Linked DNA regions of Mus musculus: region 2 is linked to region 1. Evidence: chromatin contacts called from public Micro-C data. All regions are on one chromosome and are shown on one strand. The core of a region is the stretch at or near the end of the contact, and the rest is flanking DNA. Distances in the headings are between cores, read along the strand shown.

Evidence for each region. A called contact is a pair of places that touch in the nucleus more often than the background predicts.
Region 2: a contact with region 1 is called in a Micro-C map of embryonic stem cells, with 5 times the contacts expected there. The contact joins the promoter of Smim8 here to the enhancer-like site in region 1. A contact is called at or near these places in 2 of 39 promoter capture datasets (embryonic stem cells and pre-B cells), 3 of 484 Hi-C or Micro-C datasets (cardiomyocytes and embryonic stem cells), 3 of 115 datasets of contacts at active chromatin or transcription factors (embryonic stem cells and memory CD8 T cells) and 2 of 9 other capture datasets (adipose tissue and liver).

Annotation. Positions count from the first base shown.
Region 1 is chr4:34,578,308-34,584,970 of GRCm38.p6, forward strand. It overlaps Orc3 (origin recognition complex, subunit 3), which reads right to left. Exons shown (of 20, transcript NM_015824.4): 13 at 6,497-6,576; 14 at 1,436-1,569. Among named protein-coding and RNA genes, the nearest start is that of Akirin2, 31 kb to the left of the region's middle. Within about 2 kb of position 3,109, at least 50 of the 459 cell types and tissues checked have an H3K27ac peak or open chromatin away from gene starts, as enhancers often do. A contact at or near this core is called in embryonic stem cells and memory CD8 T cells, where this site is marked.
Region 2 is chr4:34,774,681-34,781,343 of GRCm38.p6, forward strand. It overlaps Smim8 (small integral membrane protein 8), which reads right to left and starts at 3,686. Exons shown (of 3, transcript NM_001330757.1): 1 at 3,599-3,686.

The DNA of each region.
Region 1 (6,663 bases), core at 1,859-4,358:
TTTGATTCATTACCGTTTAGCATAAGGAAGGAGGTGTATAAAAGCTATAAAAGTAACTCTAGGAAGAGGTCCCCCTAACTGATATAAACGTATGGCTATGCTGCAGGAGGATGTGGTACTCGCTCTGACTTGGGAACCTGACAATGATTTGGTTCAAATATGATATAAAAATTAGCTAAAGAATGTATATTCTTAAAGAACCAGAAGATAACTCTTGATTTTAGAAAGTTATAACCTAAGGTTAGGATAACTGCTAGCTAAATTCTTTATTTTATTCCATTCCATTACCGTGTTTAAAACTGATTATAACACCCAGCCTGATTTAACCCTCTCCAATTTAATTCTAAATTAAAATAAATATGCCAACAGTGTAAAGAAACCATAGGTGGCAAATAACCAAATATTTCTTCTTGTGAAAATTTTAAGTATACTTTGTTATTAATAACAATTGGTTTTTTAAACCAAGAAATAAAGACAAATCAGCAGGATGGTGTTGTTTTGATTCATAAAACACTATTCTTTATACTGTTGTCAAACATTTTAATCTTCAGCCTTACCATTTGAAAAATGATAATCACTTAATGCTAATTTATCATAGGATTTGTTCGCTAGGTCACATTACATGAACTCTAATTAAAATTATGGTATCTACAGTCTCTTTATGTCCTTAAGAGTTGCTTCTCATTGGTGAGAGTGCAACTGTGATCTGATCTTACACACACACACATACAAACACACTCACTCACTGAGCTGGAAGCCAAGAGAGATTGGCTCTAGTCTGTGTGCTGTATCAATAGCTGTGAAGTATAAAGCAGTTTACTTTTCTTCTCAGAGTTGAGTTTCTCGTAGCTGGAATGATCTCAACTTGTAGACTTTTAAGGTTTTTACTTCTGTGAAATGGTTCAGGGTCACTGCTGTGGAGCTCCCTCTCACACATAACTTGGAGGAAGCAAATTGGCACTGCTTACCACCTTAATCTGTAACTGAGCACCTGTCAGAGACCCCCTGCAGAGGAGCTACAGGGGTCTGAGGACACATTTCCACACAGACAGCTTGCTATAAGTAAAGGAGTTTAAAGACAAAGGAATATCTGCCACAGGAGGGAGTCAAACAAACATTCCAAAGCAGGTATTTCCATGATGCCATGAGGCAAGCCTCTTTCCTCACCCCGTCACAGCACCCCAGATAAGGCAAGAGTACAGAATGGTCTATCCAGAGAATGAGAACTGCCTGCCACCCATTCTCACCTGAAGAATGAAAATGATGTTCTTCCATTTGATTTTCTACATTGTTTAAAACAAATCCAGAGGCGAAATGCCTTTGCCTGTTTGCACTTGTTAAGATGTTACCTTCAGAGACTGGTCTGCTGACTGACACCGAGGCGTTTTGATGACACTCTGGTTAAAGGACTGGCAGGGCGGGATATTACACTTACCATCGAGGTTCTGAAACTGGGTCAGGAAATCCTTTATTTTCTGTGTTGTGTTGCCAAGCTGCTTTTCAGTAGAGGAATCTAAAACCTCAATACAGCGCTGAAGTATGCTCACCAGTTCATCCTTTGCCAGCATTCTAGACAGACAGGGACAGGCCATGTAGCACAAGTAGAAAACTAGCGCACCTCATCAAGTTACTTTTGGTAATAGTGTTTCATCCCAGCAAGAGGAACTTAACTAAGACAGGACTTATGTCAACAGCCGGAGCCAGTGAAAGGAGCCAGGGAAATGGCGGCACTTTATAACCTGAGTTTGATCCCTGCAAACTCACATAGTAGAAGGAGAAAACTACCCAGAGAGTCGTCCTCTGACTTCCACATACATGCCCCCGCCCCTAGGTGCCAACAAGAAATTAAGCACCAAATTCAGACCTAGAATTCCACATTGAGAGTCGAATCCATGACAACTTCAATGTATGAGTTTGTTTTGCAGTAAGCTCCTAACAACGCACTTAGGACATGTAGACTGAACAGTGTTTCGTTTTTCTGTCTGTACTATGTGCTGAGATGGTCGTGGTGAGTGAGGTGTTGGAGGCCACAGAAGCTATTACTCCTGGCTCATTTTGAAACCGTTTAGAACCTCTGAGCGTGGAAGACATACCTAAATGAGATACATTTCTGTTTGGAATGCAAAAGAAAATATGCTAGATTTTGAAGATTTACATTTACGCTCCTGTTCTGCCAACTAGGAAAGGCTGTTTTTCAGACTTTATACAAACAGCAGAAACTGTCTCTGATGTTTTGTACATGCCTTATGAGTCTACAGGAGGGAGACATTTGCTGCGAAGCTGCAAGCTTCTCCATCACGTGTCTTTGGTGGTGGCCCCAGTGTACCAGTCCTTGTTAGAACTGCTATGTCTGATCCTCAGCGCTGTTGAGCTCAGCTTAATAAAAACATGGAAACTATACTTGGTATTTATTGGTTTTGCTTTATTTATAGCCCCAACTTCCACTTTAGATCTAGGCAAATAAATTTTGAAGGTACGCGCGCCTTTTAGTCTGAATTATGAACCTATTAGCAGTGAAACAATCTCATGCAAGTCCCTTAGTCCCTTTCTATGGTTCAGATTCCCAGGGAAAACGTGGCTAACTAACCTGCCGGAAAGGTGTGCTGCACTGGACTGCAAAATGTGCTCAGGGTGCCTACGATAGTACTGGCACACAGCAAGCGCTCGCTCAATAAAAGGCAGTTCCTGTTATCAGCATTACTTCTATAGTCCAGGAACTGTACCCTACTGGATTGACATTTATGGGCTCCAACCAGATTACTAAACCCGAAATTTTATGAGTAAGTTTTTTCCACATCAATGAATTTATGAATTTGGGACTACCTAAGAGGAGAGGGATGACAGATTCCAATAATAAAGTTATAACACAAGGCATCAATTGCCCGGGGTGCTGGAGAGGTGACTTGGGGTAAACTTGCTTACTCCCTAGCAATACCAGCTTACCTCAGTGCCATCCTGGACTAGCAAAGTCTCAGAAACCTTCTATTCTAAATTTATAAACACACAAAAACAATTTAATGACATTTTTAAAATGGGGAAAAAAGGTCTGAGCATGGTGTCATGCACCTGTAACCCCAGCACTGGGGAGGAACTGCAGTGACTCATGGCTGGACTAAATCCTCTTAGCTAGACCAGCAAGGAGTACAAAGCCTGCCTCAGAAACAAAACTTTTCAGTGAAAATCAAATTTCTTTGGGGATTTATTTTCCATATAGTAAGAAATTTCAGTTTCATAGTTACAGTGCACCTAAATCACTAATAATTGTATTCCAGTTTTTAGAATTTGGGTCAGCTTGAGTAAGAATGTCCCCTGTATGTTCATGTGTTTGCACATTTGAGTATCAGGTAGTGGTGCTGTCTGGGGAGGCAGAGGAAGTGCAGCCTTGCTGGAGACAACACAGCACCGGAAGCTGGAGGCCAGCTCTGTAATCCTTGTGGTTCCATGTACTGGCTAGTTTTGTGTCAACTTGACACAGCTGGAGTTATCACAGAGAAAGGAGCTTCAGTTGAGGAAATGCCTCCATGAGATCCAACTGAAAGGCATTTTCTCAATTAGTGATCAAGGGGGGAAAGGCCCCTTGTGGGTGGTGATAAGAGAGCAGGCTGAGCAAGCCAGGTGAGGCAAGCCAATAAAGAACATCCCTCCATGGCCTCTGCATCAGCTTCTGCTTCCTGACCTGCTTGAGTTCCAGTCCTGACTTCCTTTGGTGATCAACAGCAATGTGGAAGTGTAAGCCGAATAAACCCTTTCCTCCCCAAAAACCCTGACTAAGACATTCCAGAAGCCTGCCACCTGCTGCAGTGCTGCCTGCTACCACCACAAAGTAAACCCCCGCAGCTCCCTTCTATACACTGCCTTGGTCATGGTGATTTATCACAGCAACAAAAAGTAAGTAACGTCCTACGGTGCCCGTCTGTTCTTCAGGGCATGCAGGGAATGAGGACTAAAAATAAATCTAGTTAACAGACTTCTTTCTAACAAGTTCCGGTTGCTAGGTGTGGCATGTACACTGCCAGAGGCATAAGGATTCTGAGTTCAAGGCCGGGCCTCTGCTACCCAAGGAGGCATTATCTCAAAAGGAAAATAACTGAATACTGTGTTTACCTCCACATTTGTACCTACTGAGGAAAGTTTAAACCTTGATAAAAACCTACCTCTCATTTTGGTTCCCTTTCTCACTATGGAAGTGACTGCTATCTGCATGCGTGAGGAGAATGCACACGGTGACTTTAAATACAATGCCCCACCCCCACCCCCCACGGCTCATATATTTGAACACTTAGTCACCGAGTAGAATTCTAAAAGAATTGTAAGGATCAGGAGGTGTGGCCTCCTTGGAGAAAGTGTGTCACTGGGGGGTGGGTTTTGAGGTTTCCAAAGCACATGCCAGACCGAGGCACTTGCCTGTGTGTGCCAAGTGTACTGGTGCTCTCTGTCATGATCTCTGCCTCTCCTCTGCCTAGGGACTAGCATGTAGCCCTCAGCTCCTGCTGCCTCACCTGCTGCTATGCCTTCTCCTCTCCCCACAAGAGGATAATGATCAACCTCTGCAACTGTGACAAGCCCCCAGATAAATGCTCTATTTCATAAGAGTTGTCATGGCCTTGGTATTTCTTCACAGCAACAGAACAGTGCCTAAGACAATGCACATGAGTGTGTGGGTAGAAGTACCCATGTGTATGTATGTAGGATACATGCAAGGGATGACAGCAGGGGTCCTCCCTATTGCTCCAGCTCCACACCCTTTTTTAAGTCTCCGTTACTTAGGTGTGTTTGTGTTAGTGCACATGTGTGTGCACAAGAATGTTACAGCACGTGTGGAGGCCACAGGACAACTTGTGAATGTCAGGTCTCTCCTTTATATGGCTATCAATGACTTGCTCAAGCTGCGATGTGTGTGGAGCCAACTGAAAAGCCAGCCCTCCACCTTAGTTTTGGAGACAGGGTCTCTCACTGAACCCAAACCCTGAGGTTTTGGGCTAAGCTAGCTCACCAGTGAGCTTCCAGCCACAATGAGGTCTGAACCCAGGTCCTCTCCAAGAGCAGCAAGCACTGAGGCCCCTCTCCAGTCCCTAACTTGTTAGCTTTTAATCACTTAGGGAAACTCAGTCAGATTGGAAAGTGAAAATTACAAGACTGGCAAGACCTTCTTTCTGAGTTCAGCACCCAAACCTTGGAGGCCAACAGCAACAAGGCTAAGAGGGCCCAAAACCACAGTAAATGTGTGTCCCTTTCTCTTAAAGGGACTCCTTGGGTAAGTTGTTTGTCCTGAACAGAGGCCATGAAATCTCCAAAGGCTGGGCTCCAGCCAGTATACGTCCCCTAGGGAAGAGAGTTGGTGGAAACGGGCATGCCCCAGATGCTTCCACAGGCAGCTACATGGTCAACAGGGATTTCCATGGCGGTGACCCATACCTACAGGAAGGACTCAAGGAGACTGATGACTTTCAAAATAATGGATACCTACATGGTCTTAAAATGCAATAGCAAAGTACAGCCACAACCATTAAACAGTTTTGCAAGGTTTATCACATATGTGAGATTTCAGAATGTTACTGAGTCCCCTTGTTGAAGATTAATCTATTTTCCAGGAAATACTGAAAATGAGAACCAGGAGATACCTACTGAAAGAGTAAACCAGTTGAGTACTTTAACTTTTTCTTCACAAGAGAACCCAAAATTAAATTCAGATAGGAATCTATGCCAAACAATCAAAGCCTTCCTTGAGCACTCCCTAAATCTCTGTCTTTCTGTTCATTCACGATTGATGTCTTCCAGATTCCAATGCCTAAAACTTTATAAATCTAACTAAAGGCTGCCAACACTTGACCCCTTGACACCATGGCCTCCTTCTACCTCAAGTAACACTATGCATCCCCACTTTCCCTTACTGTGAACCCTAAAGTTCTTTCACTGTCTCAGTTTGGCTCCAAAGCAGCTAAGATCAGTTGTTACCCTGTATCACAAAAAAATTGGGTCCTAGATCCCTGAGAAGAAAATGTTAAAAAATAAGAGTGCAAATCAGACACATTCAAGTGATGAAGGTAAACAAGAGGTCTCAGAGCTGGGTATGCACTAAACAGCCAAATTTTAAAAAACAGAAAAAAAAAGAGAGGGTGGGGTGGGGGAAGCAGGGCTCTAAACAACTGAAGTCTTTTTACAATGATAGTTTGGTTACATTTGGCCCAAAATCAATAGATTAAAATGTTTTCTAATTATATCATATGAGCAACTTCAGGGCCGAATGTAGAGCTCACTATGCTAGTCACCTGTCACGTGCTGTGTGCTGAGAAGGTGCCCTGGAAGCACAGACGGCATTAAGAAATAGATGGTTGCTGCATCAACACCACTAGAGACTGCACGCATCAATTCAAAAGGTGTTTAAATATTCTTACATACAGGCTACACAGGAAGCTTTTGGGCAGACAGGAGTTCTGGAGGAAGGTGATACTGGCAGGCTTAAAGCAGACACACAAAAAAGAACAACAGAAGTTACCTCAGCAGCTGCAAGGCTGACTTGTACTCCTCCGAATCCCATATCTTCTTTTCTAAACATGTGCAATACAGCTCCCTAATCTAGAAATGTAGGATATGATTTATGAGAAATAAAAACCACATACCAAGTTTATAGGCTACTAGTTGTGCAAAATCATCATGTTGATG
Region 2 (6,663 bases), core at 2,436-4,935, 200 kb after region 1:
TATTCAAATACTCCCACTGAGTGCTGTCTTCCTGTAGATGAAGCTTGAAGCTCTCACAGGAACCATCCCTGCTTTCTACCATTTCCTATACAGATGACTTTATTGACCACTGGATCTCAGCAACCATGTGAATGGTTGTATAAGCGCTCATTTTTTTTCCTCCTCTAAAATTTGAGTTTTCCCCTACCTGGTTTGAAAAGTGAATTTTTATTGTGTGAATTAAACTTTGATTTGAAGCTTGCTATTAAAAACAAAAACAAAACAAAACAACAACAACAACAAAAGATCAAAGAGGAGAGTTTAAGAGCACTGACTGCTCTTCCAGAGGTCTTGAATTCAATTCCCAGCAACCACATAGTTGTAATGAGATCCGATGCCCTCTTCTGGTGTGTCTGAAGACAGCAACAATGTATAAAATAATATATAAAATAAATACACACATACATAAAATAAATATTTAATATATAATAAATAATGAAATAAATCTTAGAAAGAAAGAACAAAAGCTTTTCATATAAGAGAAAGTCCTTGTCTGTCTCTTTGCTCCACAGAACTTTGCATGTGTAGGAAGAATGTAGTCTTGGTTCTTTCTTCACATCTAAATTACCAGTAAGTACTGTGTGAGAAAACAAACTGCAACTGCAACGAGTGAACTTGTAATCTAGAAGGAGAAGTTCACTGGCTCTTTTCAAGGAGTCTAGAACTAAACCTAAGTTCCATTCTGAAAAGCTGCAGAACTAACCACAAGTTCAAGGCACAGCAATAACTTATCCTGACACTACCACTTGAATGAAATGATACCTTCAGGTGAGCTTCCATTTGAACATCCTAAATATTCCCTTCGCTCTCTTCAGCTTCTGCCCTTTTGTTGTTGCCATCTGTCACTGAGGTAGCTTGCTCTTATTCATTTGCATACAGTTAGCCAACCTCTAGTTGTACCTTTCTTGTGTTAAAGGCTACACACTACAGTGGGGATGATGGGACACTGTCTTTGCACTACTCTTAAATAATTTGGTGATTAACCCATGTGCATCTGTTTGCAAAATATTTTTTTAAGATTTATTTATTTTATGTATATGAGTACACTGTAGCTGTACAGATGGTTGTGAGCCATCATATGGTTGCTGAGAATTGAACTCAGGATCCCTGCTGGCTCCAACCCTGCTCGCTCTGGCCTCAAGATTTATTTTATTATTATATGTAAGTACACTGTAGCTGTCTTCAGACCAGAAGAGGGCATCAGACCTCATTCCGGATGGTTGTGAGCCACCATCTGGTTGCTGGCATTTGAACTCAGGACCTCTGGAAGAGCAGTCAGTACTCTTAACCGCTGAGCTATCTCTCCCTGTCAGCTGTACGATCTGTCCAAGCGCCTGTATTTCTGTCTTCCTTTCCCATCACACTTCTTTCTTATCTACTAATGATCAAGAACATGAGCGGGCATGCCACGAACAGAATTTCTCATACTTGTTTAAAATGATAAGCTACACTTATGTCATATGTTGCTCTATAATAGGATGTTTTTTATTTTGCTCTGCCTTTCTTCCTTGTGCGGGGAAAGGGTATACCTCAAGACAAAAGAGCAGGTCTATGAAATCATGACACAATATAGAAGTCCAAACAAAGTCAGGGCTAGCCATCTTTTAATGTGTGTATGTGTTTCCTCCTCTACTGTACCAAAATTAATATTTAGAGGGATGATCCACAATATATTTGAGAAGCAACACTTGAAAACTTACTAGTTAGGCTAAAGAGACAGCCTAGCAGTTAAAAATACTTGTTTCCCTTGTAGAAGACTAGGGACAGTTCCCAGAGCCCACATGGTGGCTACAACTGCCTGCAATTCTAGTTCCAGGGGTCCAATGCTCTCTCCTGGCCTCCATGGGTACCAGACACGCACATGGTGCATATATATACACACACAGACAAATACTTATTCACACAAAATAAGCACCAGACCCCACTCCTCCCTGAGGAACTATTAGCAGTTAACTAGTGAGAACGTGCCATCTCCCTCAGTGGTATACCCATTGATAAACTGTTCTTGCTCTGGTAGATAACTTTATGCACACAGGGAGGTTAGGGGGGAGGGAGGAAAGAGGGGCCTGTTGGGAAGAAGAGGTTGGACTGGTGGACTCGTGGGCAATGAGGGAGAAAACACTGAAGCTCATTATATAAACACTTGATAACTGTCAGACGATATATTGTTACTAATTAGCAGTGCTGAGGGCCTGCATCAATCCCCAGCATCATATAAAACCCAGGCTGTGGTATGTCCATAAAACTCCCAGTGCTGGGGTGGGGGAGGCAGGCTCATCTCTGGGGCTCTCTGACCAGTCAGCCCTTTGGGATCAGTAAGTCCCAGGTCCCAGTGAGAAACTCTGTCTCAGAAAACAAGGTACGTGGCCCTTGAGGAACATCATCAGGCTGACCTCTGGCTTCTACACACATACTGCACATGTGTGCATGTGAACGAATGAACTATCCGTGTCTGTACACACCAAATTCACTAGAACAAGATTGGCATAGCTACCTATATTATATTGTATGGGGAAGTATGAAGATATAAACAATGAGAACTGGTTTAGGAAAAGCACTCTATTTTCAAATATATAGAGAACTGCCTCAAATGGACCAAACATTCAACGATAGTATAGATACTCTTGTTATTATGTTTCACATACTATACTCTTTTAGTGCTTAAGAAAGTAAAAGTCCGGAGTAGGACACCTTCAATAGTTTAGATTAATATGAGAAACTTTGAGAAAGAATCAGGGCTTTATAGCTTGAGGGAACTAAGTAAGCTTAATCTCAACTCTGGTGCTTCTAAAGGAATTTTTTTTTTTTTTTTTGAGTAAGTGACAACTCTGATTCCACCTTAATAAAAGGAATGATATTATACACTGCAATATTACAGATGTGTATTTAACATTGTTAACATTCTTAAAAGGAAAGATGTTAACAAAATAGCGGTCATCCTACAGATAGTGTGCAACCTTCCTACCTTCGATGCCTTTTCACTACTAGGGTAGGATAATCCAATTCTTCCCATTGTAGTGGACTCCTATTCCATCAGCATCTTTTTCCAAAACTGATTTTTGAGGAAAGTGTTTTGCATTTATAAAGTACTACCAGACGCAGGACCCTAAGATAAGCCCAGCACTAGAGAGGCAGAGGCAGGCGGATCTCTCTGAGCTCCAGGCCAGCTTTGTCTACAGAACGAGTTCCAAGACAGCCAGCCCCCTGTCTCACAGTGGGGAAATGAGATCGCTTAGATTTTAAAAAATAAACTCTATCGTTTTTACTGTAAAATATAACTTTAAAGTGAAAAAAGAAAAACACCACACACAAAACCCACTTTCCACCTCGTAATTTACCCCACTCATGGATTGGGGAAAGAGTGTCACTGTGGCAAGGACCTGAAGGCTGTAAAGCTTTTCAGACCGCGGTCAGATACCCAGGCTCCTACGGAGCTCAGTATAAATCTTCATAAACAAGTGTGAAAACTTGTGTGGTCGGCGGGCAGGCTTCCCGGCAACCTACCCTAGCATCTTCTGCAAACCACAACCCTCCCCTTCGAGGGCTGGCGGAGCCTGACCTTGGGCAATTGGGAAGCCGGGGAAGCTTCAGCTCGGACGCCGCCAGGCTCAGAGACTTCCGGCGTCCCGTGCGAACGCCCGCTGCTGGACTTTCCTTCCGGTTCGCCCGGTGCGCGCCCAACCAGTGCGCGTTCCCGCCGGGGCTCTAAGAGCCGCACCACAGCGCCATCTATGCTCCGGAGGCCGTAGAGCAGGGGTCCGGGCCGAGCCCTGGCATTGGAACTGCAGGAGCCCTTGGCTTTGGAACCCAGATGAGCAGTCTGGTTTGATTTCTTGGGGCCTTTGACTTTCAGCCTCTCACATTCAAATAAGCTTTCGTTTCGTGGGTTTCATGTATATTTATATAAAGAGATATCCAGAATTGGAAATGGGACCTAATGGCACTTAATGGAAATGGAAAGATTCAGGCTAGAATCCAGCTGCCTCCAAGAGAAGGAAGTGCAGTATCGCCAAAAAGGAGTCTGGGGCTTTATAGGGTGCTTTTAGTTGAGCAGTGGTGTGGCAGAAGAGCTTTAAGAGAAAAGGGACTGGAATTAGAAGTTTTACATGTGGTGGTGAAGGGTTCGAGTCTTTAGAACCGGGACTGTGGTCAGTCTAGCCGTTCTGAGACAGGGATCATCTACCATCACTTGTGTAAAAAAAAAAAAAAAAAAACACATTCAAATTGATCAGAGATTACTAATCAGAGTTTCCCAAATTAGATCTCCAGGGGTTAAAGAGACTTCTCACGGGATCTCTGATAGCACTGACGATTTTGTTTTTCACATAGATATTAATAGTTCGCTTATATTTAATTTCAAAAATCATACATTATCAGTATTTTCTCAAACACGGGTTTTTTTTTTTTAAGTAATATAAGTCCTAGCCTTATTTTACGAGGACATCAAGCCAAAGTATATGATATAATTAATGGATTATCAGTTGACAAATGTGAACATTGTTTGTGGTAATTTTCAAAACCAATCCTACTCTCTCTTTTCTATGGCCTCCCATCCTGACTCCTGAGTTGTCCTGTGAAGGCTAAAGGTATATTTTAAGTTTAAATTATTGTGTGCTTTAGGCATAAAACAGAAATGTCTCTAAACTGTAAGCCCCTCTTGGCAAGAACAGATAGCTTCTTGGAATGCTGGGAGCTGTTGCTCCTGTAAGACAACAAGCCACTTGTTTTCACTTCTGTAAACAAGGCTGGTTGTCTCAGCTGCACAGGATGTGCACACATAGGTGGGAGGTGTAGGCAGGAAATATGTCAGGATGTATACTTGCCCCTGATTACATAAAAGTGGGATGTATATAGCCTTGTCAGTTTTGATTGTATACGCTTCTGACTAATGTAATTTGTTACTCTGGGATTCCTGGATATGGCCTTGGGCAGTGTCCCTTGTCCTGGCCAGTATTTAATAAAGCCTGCTTAGCTCAAAAATTGTGATAGTAGTCTTATTCTTGCCTTGTGGGATTAACAGTCCTTGTGATTTATTTCGGGTAGTATCATATATATATATATATATATGTTGTTTATATATGTCTATGCGTGAGTTTTCTATCTGATGCCTTTGGAGGCAGAAGAGGGCATGGAATTCCTGAACTAGAGTTAAAGACAATTGTGAACCTGCCCAGGGCCAGCCCTGGAAGATCTTCTTTCATGTTCTGGCTCTCCTTGAGCATTAGCAGTGATAAGATTTGGTCTTAGAAGGCACTTAGGGTTACTATATAATAATAATACGTTTTCCTATCTCAATTATAAGTCACTGTGCTTCAGTAGCTAACCTGCCTTCTGAGATCTTCTGAGGTGAGCAACTGTTTTGCACCTCATCCTAAAACAGGAGGAGATTAAGTAAAGTGGCCTTTGTTCTATCTCCAGCAGGAACTGCACAGCTTTAACTTTCATCCTGCTAGTTGAAGTCACAGGAAGAAAAAAGGGACACTTTGGAAAGTGATTTGAGCATTTATTTCTAAGTTGTAAAAAGTTTCCGATGAAAGCTTTCTGAGAAAAAGGGGGAAACAGGCTTGTAAAAAGGGGGGTAGGTGGGTAAGGGATCTAGGAAAAAGGCAGGATGTAAAAAAGTGGGACAAAGAGAATTGCTAAGAGAAGTGAGACAAGGAGAACTGCTCCCTTCTCTTTATCCTCAGCACTTATTTACATCTTTCAGAATACATGATCCCATGGTAAAAAGTTCAGCACAAGTTTACACAAAATTCAAACCATAAATCGAATAAGTTTACAACAGAGAATGTTTACATGCATATCCATTAGTAGTAATTATCTGGCTAAACATTCGTCACCTGCCACAGCTACACAGGTTCATGGAGAGTTAAAAACCATAACTTAAGTTATTAGTGAAGCTTTGTATAGATAAACTCAGTCAATATTTCATTTTCTGTTCTAGCACTTATAACAAATTGTCAATTCTCTTTATATGACCTTTGGTTAATGGTTTTACAGTCTTTTAAAAATAACTGAGAATTCCAACTTTTTTTTTTATTTTATTTTTTTTTTAAAGATTTATTTATTTATTATATGTAAGTACACTGTAGCTGTCTTCAGACACACCAGAAGAGGGCGTCAGATCTCGTTACGGATGGTTGTGAGCCACCATGTGGTTGCTGGGATTTGAACTCCAGACCTTTGGAAGAGCAGTCGGGTGCTCTTACCCACTGAGCCATCTCACCAGCCCGAGAATTCCAACTTTTAACACTATAAAAGCTTTCAGTAAAACAGATCAAGCAACAGTTTCTCATGGCTGGGGTTAAATAAGAAAGATCTAATCACAAATCTTTATGATGTGTGATCATTGAAAGAAATACAAAATATGAACTGTTTTTATCAAATACTATAAAACTTGTGTTTAGGACTCAGGACAAAGAAGTAAAATCTTTTATCTCCCCCAACCTTTTAAGACTTTTATGCAAATGTTTTGAGACTTCTTTATTTCCCATGTGCCAATTCTTTTCAGACTACACAGTTGAAAGAGATTATGAGGTTGGACCCCATTAGTTGGGGAAAGACTCACCTGGGTTCTGATAAAAAGCAAGTGCACCTCTCCTCTCAATGAAGAATAAAGTTTGC